Regions from separate parts of the Gasterosteus aculeatus genome. Here region 1 is linked to region 2. Evidence: chromatin contacts called from public Hi-C data. All regions are on one chromosome and are shown on one strand. Each heading gives the region's core, a stretch centred on a gene start, on an enhancer-like site or on the middle of the called end of the contact. The rest is flanking DNA. Distances are from core to core; before and after follow the strand shown. Region 1 has its middle 7.5 kb from the start of LOC120834573. Region 2 overlaps LOC120835559 (transcription initiation factor TFIID subunit 4).

The links. A called contact is a pair of places that touch in the nucleus more often than the background predicts.
Region 1: a Hi-C map of skeletal muscle shows a contact between it and region 2, with 2.9 times the contacts expected there. The contact joins two enhancer-like sites. A contact is called at or near these places in 2 of 6 Hi-C or Micro-C datasets (both in skeletal muscle).

The regions. Positions count from the first base shown.
Region 1 is chr17:17,137,896-17,144,270 of fGasAcu3.hap1.1, reverse strand. No RefSeq gene overlaps it. Among protein-coding and RNA genes, the nearest start is that of LOC120834573, 7.5 kb to the left of the region's middle. Within about 2 kb of position 2,385, at least 2 of the 9 cell types and tissues checked have open chromatin away from gene starts, as enhancers often do.
Region 2 is chr17:16,868,741-16,875,153 of fGasAcu3.hap1.1, reverse strand. LOC120835559 (transcription initiation factor TFIID subunit 4) reads right to left here. Exons shown (of 15, transcript XM_040204589.2): 8 at 6,302-6,413; 9 at 6,111-6,213; 10 at 5,740-5,909; 11 at 5,541-5,671; 12 at 5,221-5,346; 13 at 4,439-4,495; 14 at 4,218-4,340; 15 at 2,110-3,267. The coding sequence ends at 3,109. Among protein-coding and RNA genes, the nearest start is that of LOC120835559, 7.2 kb to the right of the region's middle. Within about 2 kb of position 2,208, at least 2 of the 9 cell types and tissues checked have open chromatin away from gene starts, as enhancers often do.

The sequences.
Region 1 (6,375 bases), core at 1,136-3,635, 270 kb before region 2:
TTACCAAAGACACCATCAACCTCATTTTGGAGAAGAGTAAAAGTACGATAAATTACTGAGACTGATGGTCCATCACTACAACTTGAAATATATTTATGTCACACTAAAATTACTCTGCTGATGTAGTTTTACAGCCCAAATAAAATAGGTTTGTTTCTTGAAGCCTTTGGGAGTTTGAACTGGAGGGTTTTGATGAGGAAGATGCCAAGCCTCCGCTGATCCGAGTAAGAGAAGAACCTTGAGAGAAGCTTTGCCTAGACAGTATTATTTTGTCCCCATAATATGTTGAAACGGAATCCTGTCTAAATTATTATTTTTTATTTCTGGGCAGTAAATGTGCTAAAATGAATGAATAAAACGAATGCTCCTGAACTCCTCAAAAGCCTTACCTCCTAAATTCCAGTGAGTTTTATTTGACACAGGTATCAACGATTAAATTGCCGTGCTTTTAAATCGCTTTTTTAATCTCTGTGACATCATGAAAGGTTTTGAAAACTGATTTTATTGATTGTAACCGACAGAAATCCTAAAAATTCTCAGCACGCAGAGCGACTAAGTCATGATCCTGAGAAAGAGGGCGTTGGATGCTCTCAGCTCAGAAGGACTCAGTCCAGGAGAGGTGGTGTCAGAGGTTGTTCCCAGAGTCCTGCAAGGCTTCTGGAAACTTCCACCGTGTTCCCTCTCAGATGCCTTCTCAGAAATGTCTGTCGGGAACAAAGATCGGAGAGACCAACCCATACCGTATCCCGGTGGACCAGGTCAGGAGGTCTGCTCAGTGCTGCTGTGGGAAAGATTTGTGGGATGTTTGAGCCTCAGGCCCTCGAAGTACCGGCTCATTAAAAGCCTTCTGCCGACACCTCAGTCCAGGGAAATTGAAACCCGGCTGTAACTGAGGGGACGCCAACGGGCTCCACCAGTTCCCACAACAACCCCCGATGAACTATGACTGATGTTTAGGACAGGGCAGGATGAAAACAATACTTCCTGCTTGAATATTGACCAAGAACCCACCAGAGAAGCAGCTGCTCCTGCTTCACCTCCTCGTGAACCAGGGGTTATTGATGAAGTGTCAGAAGACGACGGGAACAAAGAGGAGAGAGAGCGGCGCTTCCTCCTCTGGCTCTGGAGAGCATTCAGCTGCTGGTCATCTTTGGATGTTACATGCACTTATTACACGCACTACTTATGAATATAGAAATTAAAAAGCATTTGAGTGTTAAAATGTATTTTTCGTGGTCACATTGTTTACATCTTTATGATTTGGAACATTTTTTCATTCACAATGTAATGCTCAAGGGGAAATAGCACATTATGTTGTTATCATTTTTCTTCTTTAACACCATCTACTTATGCAGTTCAACAAATGTTGGTACAGGATACAGTTTTAACTGCAAAACCACGATTGAATTGTATGCATTGAATATAAGTGAGTAACATTAAATTAAGTATGAAAAGGAAAGTCTGCAGGTCACAACGTTTTTTTGCAAAGATGAAGAAGCAAAAGGGGGAAAATCACACTGGCATGTGTAGACCTAGATTAAAGTTAATTATCCATAGACCCATGCAGGCCTTTGTTTCCCCTGACATTTGTGGAAAATGAATAAAAAGCCTGGCCAAGTGGTCACCAGCAGTGACTTGACTTTAATTTCTTCTTGCTCCCATTTCTGACACTAGGGGACAGTGCTGCTCCACCTAAACGCCACGTTTCCTTTGTCTTTACATAATAAAGTCTTATTTTGGTGAGCAGAAACGGAGTGATGTTAAATGCACCTTATATTCTCCTGTGTGTGCGTGTGTGTGTGCGTGTGTGTGTGTGTGTGTGTGTGTGTGTGTGTGTGTGTGTGTGTGTGTGTGTGTGTGTGCGCTTTCAGTGCACAGGGGATGTGATTTGAACTCTGAGAGCTTCAGCCTTGTATTTGGCATTTAAAGGACAGCAGGTCTTTGTTTTTGTCTGACAGCATGAACTGTGCCTTCAGCAGGAATAGCCGTTTGGATGCTGGTTACGCGACCGCAGTCTTTCTGGTCAAGCGTACAGACAAGTATGAACTTCCACTATCAACCAGAAAGGATAGGTCTGAACAACGAACACAGGGATTACTATTACGTCTGATTTGCACGATTACCTCATTAATACAGCAGACGGTGCTTTACTTTATTCTGTCGTGATGCCCAAGATGCCTCCTGTTATCTGTGACTGTGGCAACACTGGGCCTGAAAGGCTTGAAAAGTATCTACACAAGCCTATCTACAAAAAGATCAACAAGAGGCACATAATAGCACATGCAGAAAGAGCGGCTTTATTTGGAGCCGGGTTGTTGCAGGTTGGGGGCTGACGGTGGTGGTAGTGATCCTTTTTAAACAGCCACATCCAGGAGGCGAGTCCAGTTTCCGTGCACACGCACGCACGCACACGAACCCATCTGTTCACATTTACGGAAATGCGGTCCTGCGGGATGTACGGTCATTTTGATGTTATGTTTTTTGCTTTCTTTAATGATAAATCTTCACACAGGCTCCTCGGTAACTTCTGCTGAGGTTGCAGAATATTGTGCTCAGCTCGGTTGGAGGGAAAATGACTGAGAATCCATAAACTTGTAATTCAAAATGTTAAAGCCCACACAGCAATGCTGCAGTTCATTAAAAAAACAACAATAACCTTGAGTGTACCTCAATATTCATTGATTACCTGTGTTGAATTCATCACCAGAGCTATGTAAGCATGTTTATCCTCCGCTGTATCATAGTTGTTCAGGGCCGAGAGAGTGGGTGAATAATTGATTACATTGTTAGAGATTCCTCTCTGTGAACGCACCCTGTTAAGTCATTACCGTCCCGTGTTGAAGGGCCTTTCATGTGCATTTGCATGGCAAGGGACACCAGATTAAATGGGAAACAAGGCGTCGGTTGAAGCAAAGTTCAGCTCATCTCTTTATGAAGGGTAAATAACACATTTTACATCGCAGAAATAAGGCCATGGCGTTCACAATACGAGCCGCATGCAAATGAAGTATTCATGAATGTGTAAATAGACTGAACCAATAGCGGGTGCGATGTTTTGATTATGGAGGAATATGTTTGTGTACACAGCATTCACAGTCTTTCAGGAGGAGCTCAGAGATTAATTTCTTGGATGTTTATCACAATACAAACCCAGATTCTCCGTGGCCTCACAATGAAAACAATGAAAGATTAAGGAACTAACAAAAAAACCCATGTTGTATTTATTCAGATTAAATAAGTAGAAATTAGGATTCAGTTGGAGAGCATTGAGAAAACACACATTAATGGGAGTCCTTCGTTGGGTAATTGCTCATTAGTTTTAATTTCCAGCCAATTTGCTGCTTGTGTTGAATAATGCAATAAAGGCTGTTTTTCCTCCGTGGTTATCTTCTCCAATCAGACGCCGCGTTCGACATTTTGTGTCAAAAGAATCCATTCACCGCTGGTAGTTTTGATCTGATTTATCATATAAATAAAGCAGAGGTTCAATCCTCCCCACTTATTGATCCACACCTCAGCGATAATGACATCCACATTTGATAACAGTTATCATAAGTAAAATGAATAGACCCGTTCTGCGTGTTTGTTCATAACGTCCATGTCACCACCAGACAGCAGACCCAAGCGTTCATGTAACCACATTAGTGGCTTAATGCCAAATGCTCCAGTTTTCACACGTATGTGTTGCTGTGGTTGGGTCAGACTGAAATATGCAACAGCTATTAGATTTATTATTATGGCGTGTTTCCAGCACCATAATACTAAATCGGGTCGGGTCTGTTAACCATGATTTGGTTGATAGGCGTGGTGTATTCCAGAAAGTAGTGATAATGTCACTTGAGACGCGTGGTATATGACGGAAAGTAGATTGACGTCATTCGATCGCGCGAAAACTGGAAGCTAACCGCAAACAACAACGGAGGACATGCAGCCGATCCTGTTCTTGCTTCTCGATATGTGGCTGTTTGTCACAAGGCGACATTGTTGCAACGGTGTAGTTTAAAAATGGCGCCTCGTGTGTTGTCTTTCCCCTTGCGGCACGCACAAATGACGACACTCTTTCACCAATCAACGTTCTCCAGTGAGGCTAGCTCCACCCTTTAGTACCAAACAACTGTGCCAGGTACCCCAACGGAAGGGTACCCAAAAAGTGGTACGGTACGGTTCGGATTTTTGGTACCATTCTCAACTTTTGGCAGTGGAGACACAAATAAAAGGGTACCAACCCGACCCGTACCGTACCGCTCGGTGGAAACGCGCCATTAGATTTTTGCACATCCATCATGGTTCCCAGAAGATGAAGTCCTCTTTGATCAATGATTGTGCCTCTAGCGCCACCTAGAGGTCGGCATTTCAGTCAGCGCAGGCACTAACCTCCGTGTCTGGTAAAGTAAAGTGGCTTAAACTTGCTACCTGATCTTTGACAGGAAGCTACAACGGCGCAGTCCGGGAGTTGGCGCCCATGCTTTCATAGCGTGTTTTCACTTTATGAAAGTTAACATTTTGGTTGAATTTCTTCTAAAAAAATGTTTTATTCAGTTTTCGGTTGTACTTATTTTTCCCTCATGTGGCAGTTTTTGTTACAAAAAGCCATTCCAGCCACTCTCAAACCATGGGGATGTCACAGGGGCAACCTTAGACTTTTAAACACAGTCTATGATTCAGGCTCATTAACTTGACATTTTTCAGATGGATAGACAAAAGATTTGCTTTAAATAATCAAGAACCCGTCGGGAGGAAATTCTAAGACTATTCCTTAACTTTTAATATTTGGCCACTATTTGACATTTTGGTTTATGACCAAACACTTCAAAACTATCGACATTCTCAAGCTACGTTGTGCTTCGTGTTAAGTGCTACAAGCGAGCGTTAGCATGCTAACGGGGTAAACAAAGATGGTGAACGTGGTGAACAGGAACACTGCTAAAATTTAGCAGGTTAGCATGTCGGTGTTAGCATTTAGCCTCACACAGCAACCAGCGGTACTACGGACGTCTTGTTTGCCGCATAATGAGGAATTTGAGACGAGGCCACCAGGCATGACAGCGAAACTAATAAAGCCGCCTAAGGGGAGAGTCGCCTTTTGAGCCAAATCATTCCCAGTGATTGAGTCAGTACAATTACCAAGGTTGGCTGTTATCCATTTCCTCTTTAGTGGCACCATTTAACAAGACAACAGCTTCTCTGAGCCCACGGCTTCCTGTCTGAACAGTTGCTTGGAGATGGGGGGAAAAGAGATAGGAGGAGGAGGAGGAGGAGGAGGAGGAGGTGGTGAGGTGAGGTTCTCATTCTCCTCACACGCTTTATCCACGCCCATGAAGCAAGGCTGCTGCCAGTGGCAGATTAATGTCTGGCTGAAAGTGTCTTCATTGGGTCTGACTGCCCCTCAGTTGGAGGACAGGTTTTTAAAGATTTAAGGAGTACAGCGTCTTATCGTGACCGCAAAAGGCACACAAGAGTCTCGGCATTGTCGAACCACACAGATGCTGAGTTCGACGTGGCGCGTCATCGCCAGATGAGGAAAGTTGTCTATTCTGCTGAATCTGTGGCTGGTATCCTCCCATTGTCGCACAGGTCGCACTTATCTGCCGTCCGGCAGCAGTGCCATATTTTTCTCATTTTGCACGGCTCTATATGGAACTCGCATGAATGTGTTTCCTTCTGTAATCAGTATGACTGATTTAGAAGTTGCTGTCGGGGCGGAATTTGAATGAGTGAGATAAGGCCGCAGAGAAAAAATTCAACACAATGGCCCACTGTTGAGTTGGATAACAATGCATCCTTTTTGTTATTTTACATATACTCACAGTGCCGGGGAGAGAGGAAAAGAGGACTCTCATAAAGAATAGTTCCCAGTTGAGGTATAAAATCCAATTTATTCATAGTTCTTCAACTCGGAACTGTAAAAGATTGACAGCAAAGTGATTTGGCACATCTGTTAATCTTCCTAAATGAGCAAGTAGTCAGATCTTTGCTACGGCCCCATGCACTAAATAATTCACAATACTGCACTTCAGTTTTATTCCATTTTCATCTTCTTTTTTCTCCACGTCAACTTTCGGGAGCCTAAAATCATAGCCACTGCTGTATATTCATTTCCATACAGAGCAACGTTCATCAGGGAATAGACGATAACATTAAAGAGAAACAATGAAACAAGAGGAATAATCTTTTCAGCCATTTAAGATTCCGTCCACACTGAGACATTAAGTGATTTACTTTTACTGTGGGGGATTTTTCCTGCACATGCGTGCGTTCCTCTTTTAGGACCTTATTAAGTCTCACAACCAATTAAAGTAATTGTTTGCAGAATATTCAACTGTCCACCGCAGACAAATACCTTCTACCTGAAGCAATGAGCTCAGCAGCCTCTGA
Region 2 (6,413 bases), core at 959-3,458:
CTTAATAAACGGAGACGTTCTGTCCTGTTGGCTAACAGTGCCTCCTGCTTGACCCGATTCGACTCCATTAAAGAGGCCAACAGGCTATTAACCCCCGTGTCAATACCTCACAGGTTCAGCCACACTTACAAACCCATTTCAGCAGCAGTCATAAACAGAGGCCTTATTATAGCGTCTCCTGGCCAAAGCAGACGGGCCCCGTTGGTCCCATAACAAAAGAGTCCCAAAGTCAGCATTAAACCGGGTGGAACAAGGGCACACAGGAAACATACAGGAAATGGACTTAAAGGAGGTGCAAACTAATGAACTGTTGTTAAATGTTATATTGCAGGGTTTTATTATTCAGGAAAGGCTGAAAATCATTCATTCATTTTGTGCATCTAAATGGACAATAAAGTGCCACATCAGTTCATCCAAATCACATTCCCGCGTTCCTCCTCGGGGGGAGTTTTATTCATAAGCTCCGAGCTTAATCAACAATATGCAAGGAGGCGTTAAAAGGGATGAAATTAATTAACTGACTTTTAGTATTGCATTAGTCTCACAGCCTGAATATGGTGGGATTACAAATGGAGTTTTTGAATTCATTGGTTTGCAAAGTAATGTCAATGAACGAATGTCACAACCCTGTTCTTTGTCTTGCTATGGGCGTCTTACCTTTAATAAAGATTCTCATAAGCATCTGATTCATGTGAGTTATGGGGGCAGGGGGGGGGGGCTTTCATCAGCCTCCAACCATCATTAAAACCCAGACCCTCTGTGAGCGTAAACAAGCAATGATTTCCAGACTGGAGATTTATCACAACAGGGCGATGCCCCCCCCCCCCGCTGAGAAGCACTATTCCAGCCATCCAACCGCATCTTGGATCCAAACAAAAGAAGCCGCAGCAAAGACACAGACCAACAGACGCAGGGAGGCACAGTCCTGCTGCCTCCCACTCACACACACGAATAATAACTTCCTTCATGTATGGTTTCTTATATCGTCTCTCACTGGGAATGAAAACAATGGAACAAACAAATGAACAACGCCCCCTTTTAATAAATGTCTTGGAGGGAAACTGATGTTACTTCTCTCCTCTTCCCACTGGCAGAGTCGGGGTGTTTACCCTCAGGTGCAGCGACTGAGACGTCGCTAGGCAACCGCACCATCCCTGTTGTTGCTCTGCCTCTGGCACTCAAGTGGGAGCTTATGTGGACTTAACTTTGAAAGAGCAGCGGTGTTGAGGGGTAGGAGGAGGATTACCAGGAAAAATATATTGTATCGGGCTGGAGGCACTAAGGGTCGAGGCCTGACCAGTGTCACCAGCACCACCAGCAGCCAGACCGTCGGGACATGCCAGCGACGTACTCATGACAGAGTCTGGGTTTAAACAAGCAATCCAGGCTGCTTCTGCCTGACAGACTCGCTTTGTGGCCTGTATTGTCCAGCAGAGCCGAGCATGAACGCGTGAACACTAAACCCAACCAAATGTAACAAGAGCATTTCAGCTGCAGGAAAAACCCGTCAGTGTGGTAAAACTGCCCCCCAGTGGCTCCCAGGCGCACTTTCATTAGAGAAAATCAAGCGTGGCTCATCACCACTGATGGCTCCATATGTACCCTTATTGTTCCTTTTTGGTCAACGGACATGCGGAAGCTGCTCGCAGTCACGGGCATCTGTGCCGGTGCAGAGGGGCCGAGTTGTCCCCCAGCCCGGGGGCCTGGTGGATGTTTGCAGCAGACGGTGCAGCTGTGTCGGGCCGATAATGGAGACGGACTCGAACAAGACGCAGAACTGCACAAAGTGTGTGTGTGTGTGTCACGCTCATCGGAGGTGTGCCCAATAGATGTGCCCGGGGGGGGGGGGGGGGGGGGGGGGGGGACACGCGGTGTGGACTACACGTGGCTTTGCAGATGTTGGAGGATTAAGAGGTATTATCTGTGAACAGGTAACAGCGAGAAGGAATTAGGAGGCGTTCAGCTCGTCCATGTTCAAGGCCTCTGTCTCGTCGGTCCAAATGGAGTTCCCGATGGTTTGATGATGGAATGCTGACCCCTAGCGTCAGGAAATACAATCACACAACAGTTGAACTGCCTGAAATCGCTTTAAACACCAAACCATACCAGTTACTGTAAAATTATTTATTCAAACTATTTAATAGAGAAATGATTTCTTCTTTATGCAGGGTGGATAAATTCTCAATTATCTACAACACAATGTGTAAATGTTTAACATGTATAAATATACAAGAAGATTGTGTTTGTGTCCTGAAGAGTCAGAGGACAAAGTCAGTCACTATTGAAAAAGTCTAAATGTGTGTTAGTGGGCGGCTACAAAAATAGAAATCTAGATGCACTTTAGCCATAGCAACAGGTTGAAAACTTTCTGAAACCTACAATTTTGGAAATCAATACATGGCAAACTATTTATTTTAACAAACAAACTCAATGAAATCTATACACCTAACAAAAGTGATCTTAAACATATCCTATGCAGGTAAAGGCATTTTAGAATAAGGATTTAATCTACAGAAAACACATGAAATTAAATAAACCAACCTTCATTTAAGATGGAGTTTAGTACATAAATATATTGAACAGGTGATGGAGATGACAGATACAGAGTGAACTACTGCTTCATGAGTTACAGCAGGGTTAATTGCTATATGGCTTATTCATAGTTAGGAAGGCGACCTTAAATGAATGCAGTAAACAAATAAAAAATAAAATCATTCAATTAAGATTAGTCTTGTCCATTAAAACAATTTGATTTAAAAACTGATTTCAACGCACATACAAATCTAAAATATACTGTCCTGTGAGACAGTGCATAATGTACAATAAGTAATTTGTTCTTAACGTACATAATCCATTACTGCGCTTTTGGAAAGGTTGCAAAGGGACAACGACAGCATCAGTCCACGAGCGCTCTGAAGCTAAATAGGCATCATAAAGGGGAGGTAGAGAGGCCGTCCAACGGGGTCACTACTGTACTTCAGCGGCATCTGAAAAGCCTCAAAACGAGCAGAGAAAAAGTCCTCCTCGTCACTGGGAAGAGACCCACATTGAGTTGGACACGCGCACACACACACACACACACACACACACATCTGTCCAACGTGGAGCCTATTTGAGGAAGCCCTTGTAGAGGAAGTGGGAGTGACTGGTGGATCGCTCGTTCTCCAAACAGAAGAGCAGGTCCCTGAGATTGACGCGAGTGATGCGCTGCCGCGTGGGTCTGGAGGCCGACGGGCCGGCGCCGCCCGACAGAGAGGGACCCGATGCCTGCAGGAGGAGGGACAGATGGGCGGGAGAAAGAGAGGTCAACAGTGACGAGGTTAGATGACATGTCGAAGAGGAGTAGACCAAGGCTGTATTTGTGTGCATTTTGTGTCTCCATCACAAGCAGCAGTGACCGTTTCTGGCTGAAGCCAGGCATCGACACACGGAAGCTTTTGGGAGTTTTGCTGCCTTGTCGGCTCCTTTTCTGCATTGTCATAAACATTGAGGAGTTTTTTTTTACCATTATGACTCTGCCAGAGTAGATGGGTTACTGCAGAATAAATATTGTGTGTTGAAAATAAGAACTGTAAGCAAGATATTTGACAATTTCAGTATAAGCAGTTTCTTGTTTCAATTGCCATGAACCCTTCGAATTTTCAGCAATGGAATATTCAGGAAGTCCTGCAGCCTCTGTTGCTAATAGAAAAATACCGTTAATGTTATTTTTATGGATTGGACCGAACAGAATGCAATGGAACTCGGAGATATCTGTACTTCTTGTATTATTCAATAACAATGATAAAGAAGTCTACATGTAGAAAACTAACTGAAAGGCGTGTCATTTGGAGACCGGGAAAGTGTACAAACAAAGACCTCCTTTAGTTTACTGCAGCTTTTGTACAAGTAAACAAGTGTTTCCTGAGGGAATTCAATTATTGCAGAGTGGTTCAATGCTTGTTTCAGAGAACAGCATCTGCTATTGTGAATGCTCCCCAGTGAATCCAAACAGTAAAAGACTTTATGTGGCGAGTATGAAACCCCCAATGCATGTGGATGTGCGTGTGCATGCATGCATGTGTGTATGTATGTATACACACTTGCTGTGAAAAGGAATTTGCCTCCTTCCTAACTTTTTTTTTGCAGAAATTTCACACTTAAAATGTTTCAGGACTTTATCCAGCTGGCCCACGACAAATAGCACCACGTGGGAAGCGTAGTGTAACTAGTGTTACCTCGGCGGCGGAGGAGGAGGATGGGGAGTCCAGAATCTTCCTCTTCTTCCTGGGACCGATGGCTGCCAGAGCTGTCAGGTTGGCCTCCCTCTGCCTCATCTGAGCCAGCTCCTGCTGCTGCATCTGGAGAGGACACACATGACCACGTGAAAATCCCGGCATGCAATGCGAAAACGTACAGAAGCCGACACTAGAGGAGCGTCCTGCTCCTCTCATCCTACCTCCTTTGCCTTCTGCTTCAGACGCAGCTGCTCTGGGTCCTCCTGCCGAGCTCGAGACTGCAAGGAGAGAAGACTCATTAATAACCGATGTAAGCAGCTTATTCTGCATCGACCTGTGAGTCTCATGGACATTTAGAAATACAGCATTTCTTGCTATACATTTCTTCAATAAAATAACACACACGTGTGTCGTTTTTTGATATATCGCACAATTTGTTAGAAATTGTTTAGTTACGTCCCAAACTTCCTGAGGGTGACTCCAAATCAATCGTTAGCAACATTAGTCGAACTCTGTGGAATATGAATGCGTCTCTGGAGAAGACATTAGCTGCTGCATACCAAAACACAAAATGTAGGCCAAACAAATCAGCACTTATGACAACTGCTATTAAAAGTAAAGCGGTTGATCTCATCGAGACAAAGATGCAACACAGGCCTTGAAATGAAAAGGAAATATGGATGAAACTATATTCCATCCCAGAGGATCTCCAATGCCTGCTGCATACGTCATGAGAACAAAGTGCATGTTTTGAAGAGGACATAAGATGCTTCAATCTTACACCAAATATTATATCTCAGTATTAATTCAAGAAAGGAGTGGATTGTAAAACGACCATTACCTCTTAGTCAACATTTCTTTACACTCTATTGGACACCAGGTCTCTGAAACTACAGCATTTCACATCCTCTCCCCCCACATGACCCTTTTGTGTAACGTGAATTTCACCAACAGCCTTTAGAAATAGATTTATAATCATGATTAGCTGTGAGTGAAGGTGCACCTTTGCTGCCTTAAGGAGGATCTCTCTCTCCTGTTCCTCCTTCCGTTGTTTCTCCAGCTGGTCCAACTGCTCGAAGAACTTGAGTTGAGCACGAACGTTGCTGCTCGGTTCATACTTGCCATCCTCCTATCGACACACAGCAATGCAACAATGTGAACTTTCATAGAAGGGTAAAAAAAAAGAAAGGAGCAGAAACAAAGAACGGTGTACGACGTATCCGCGTTTGCGTGCTAAAGACAGCATCGTTAATACAGGGGACTCCCGATCTAAACCGTGTGGAGAAAACATTGGACGAGTCTTAAACAATGCCGTGAGCAAACCTTGGAGTTGAGGTTTTTCTGTAGAGCCACTTGGGAAACCTTTTCCAACAGGTCCATAAGCCGATGCTGAGTAGCGTGGGAGACAAAGTTCACCACCTCTGCACCCAGGTCTGTCACACCGTGCCTCCGACCTGGAGAAGAAAGGTGGATGAGTAGATAGATGGATGCCGTATTGTCAAAAATGCTAAAAGCATCTCACCTATCTCCTGCATTGTCTTCTGTAGAACGGAAAAGGAGAGGAAAGCCTCGTCCTTACAGGAATGTGTCACCACTCCCACTAGTCGAGAATTGGTTGCGAGGATATTGGCGCTTTCCTCAGATAGGTTCACTCCAGCCATGGAGGCCACATCGTTGATGTCGTCCTCATCTCTGCAAACAAAGGTGTGGCAAAAGACAGCTCTGAAACTCTGATAGACCACTATGAACTGTTTTTAACATTTATAAGTATTCTTTCATTGAGATCAGATACAGTATTTATTTTGCCGGCCGAGTTCGACGAGATCTCGAAAGGACATTTGCCACCTACAAAACTCTTAAAAAGCATTTGCATTCTGTCGTCTTTGGTCTTACTTGAAAGTGGCACCCGGCTGTTTCAGCGCGTTCCTCTGAGCCAGGCTCAAGGAAGCAGCGGAGACTTGTTTAGAAAAAGGAGACGACTCCGGCCTCACTAGAACTGGCAAAGAGACAAAAACATCTCAATGAATACTAAAAGGTCCTCCAGTGAAAGCCAGACAAGCGTGTGATCAAATGGACACCCTCACCTGGCTGCAGCCCTTTCAGGTGGACCTGTTGCTGTCCCAGCATGATGCGGCCAGGGGCCTGATTCCTGAGAGTCCCCATGGGGGTTGTGGGTAAGGCTACCTGAGGTTTCAA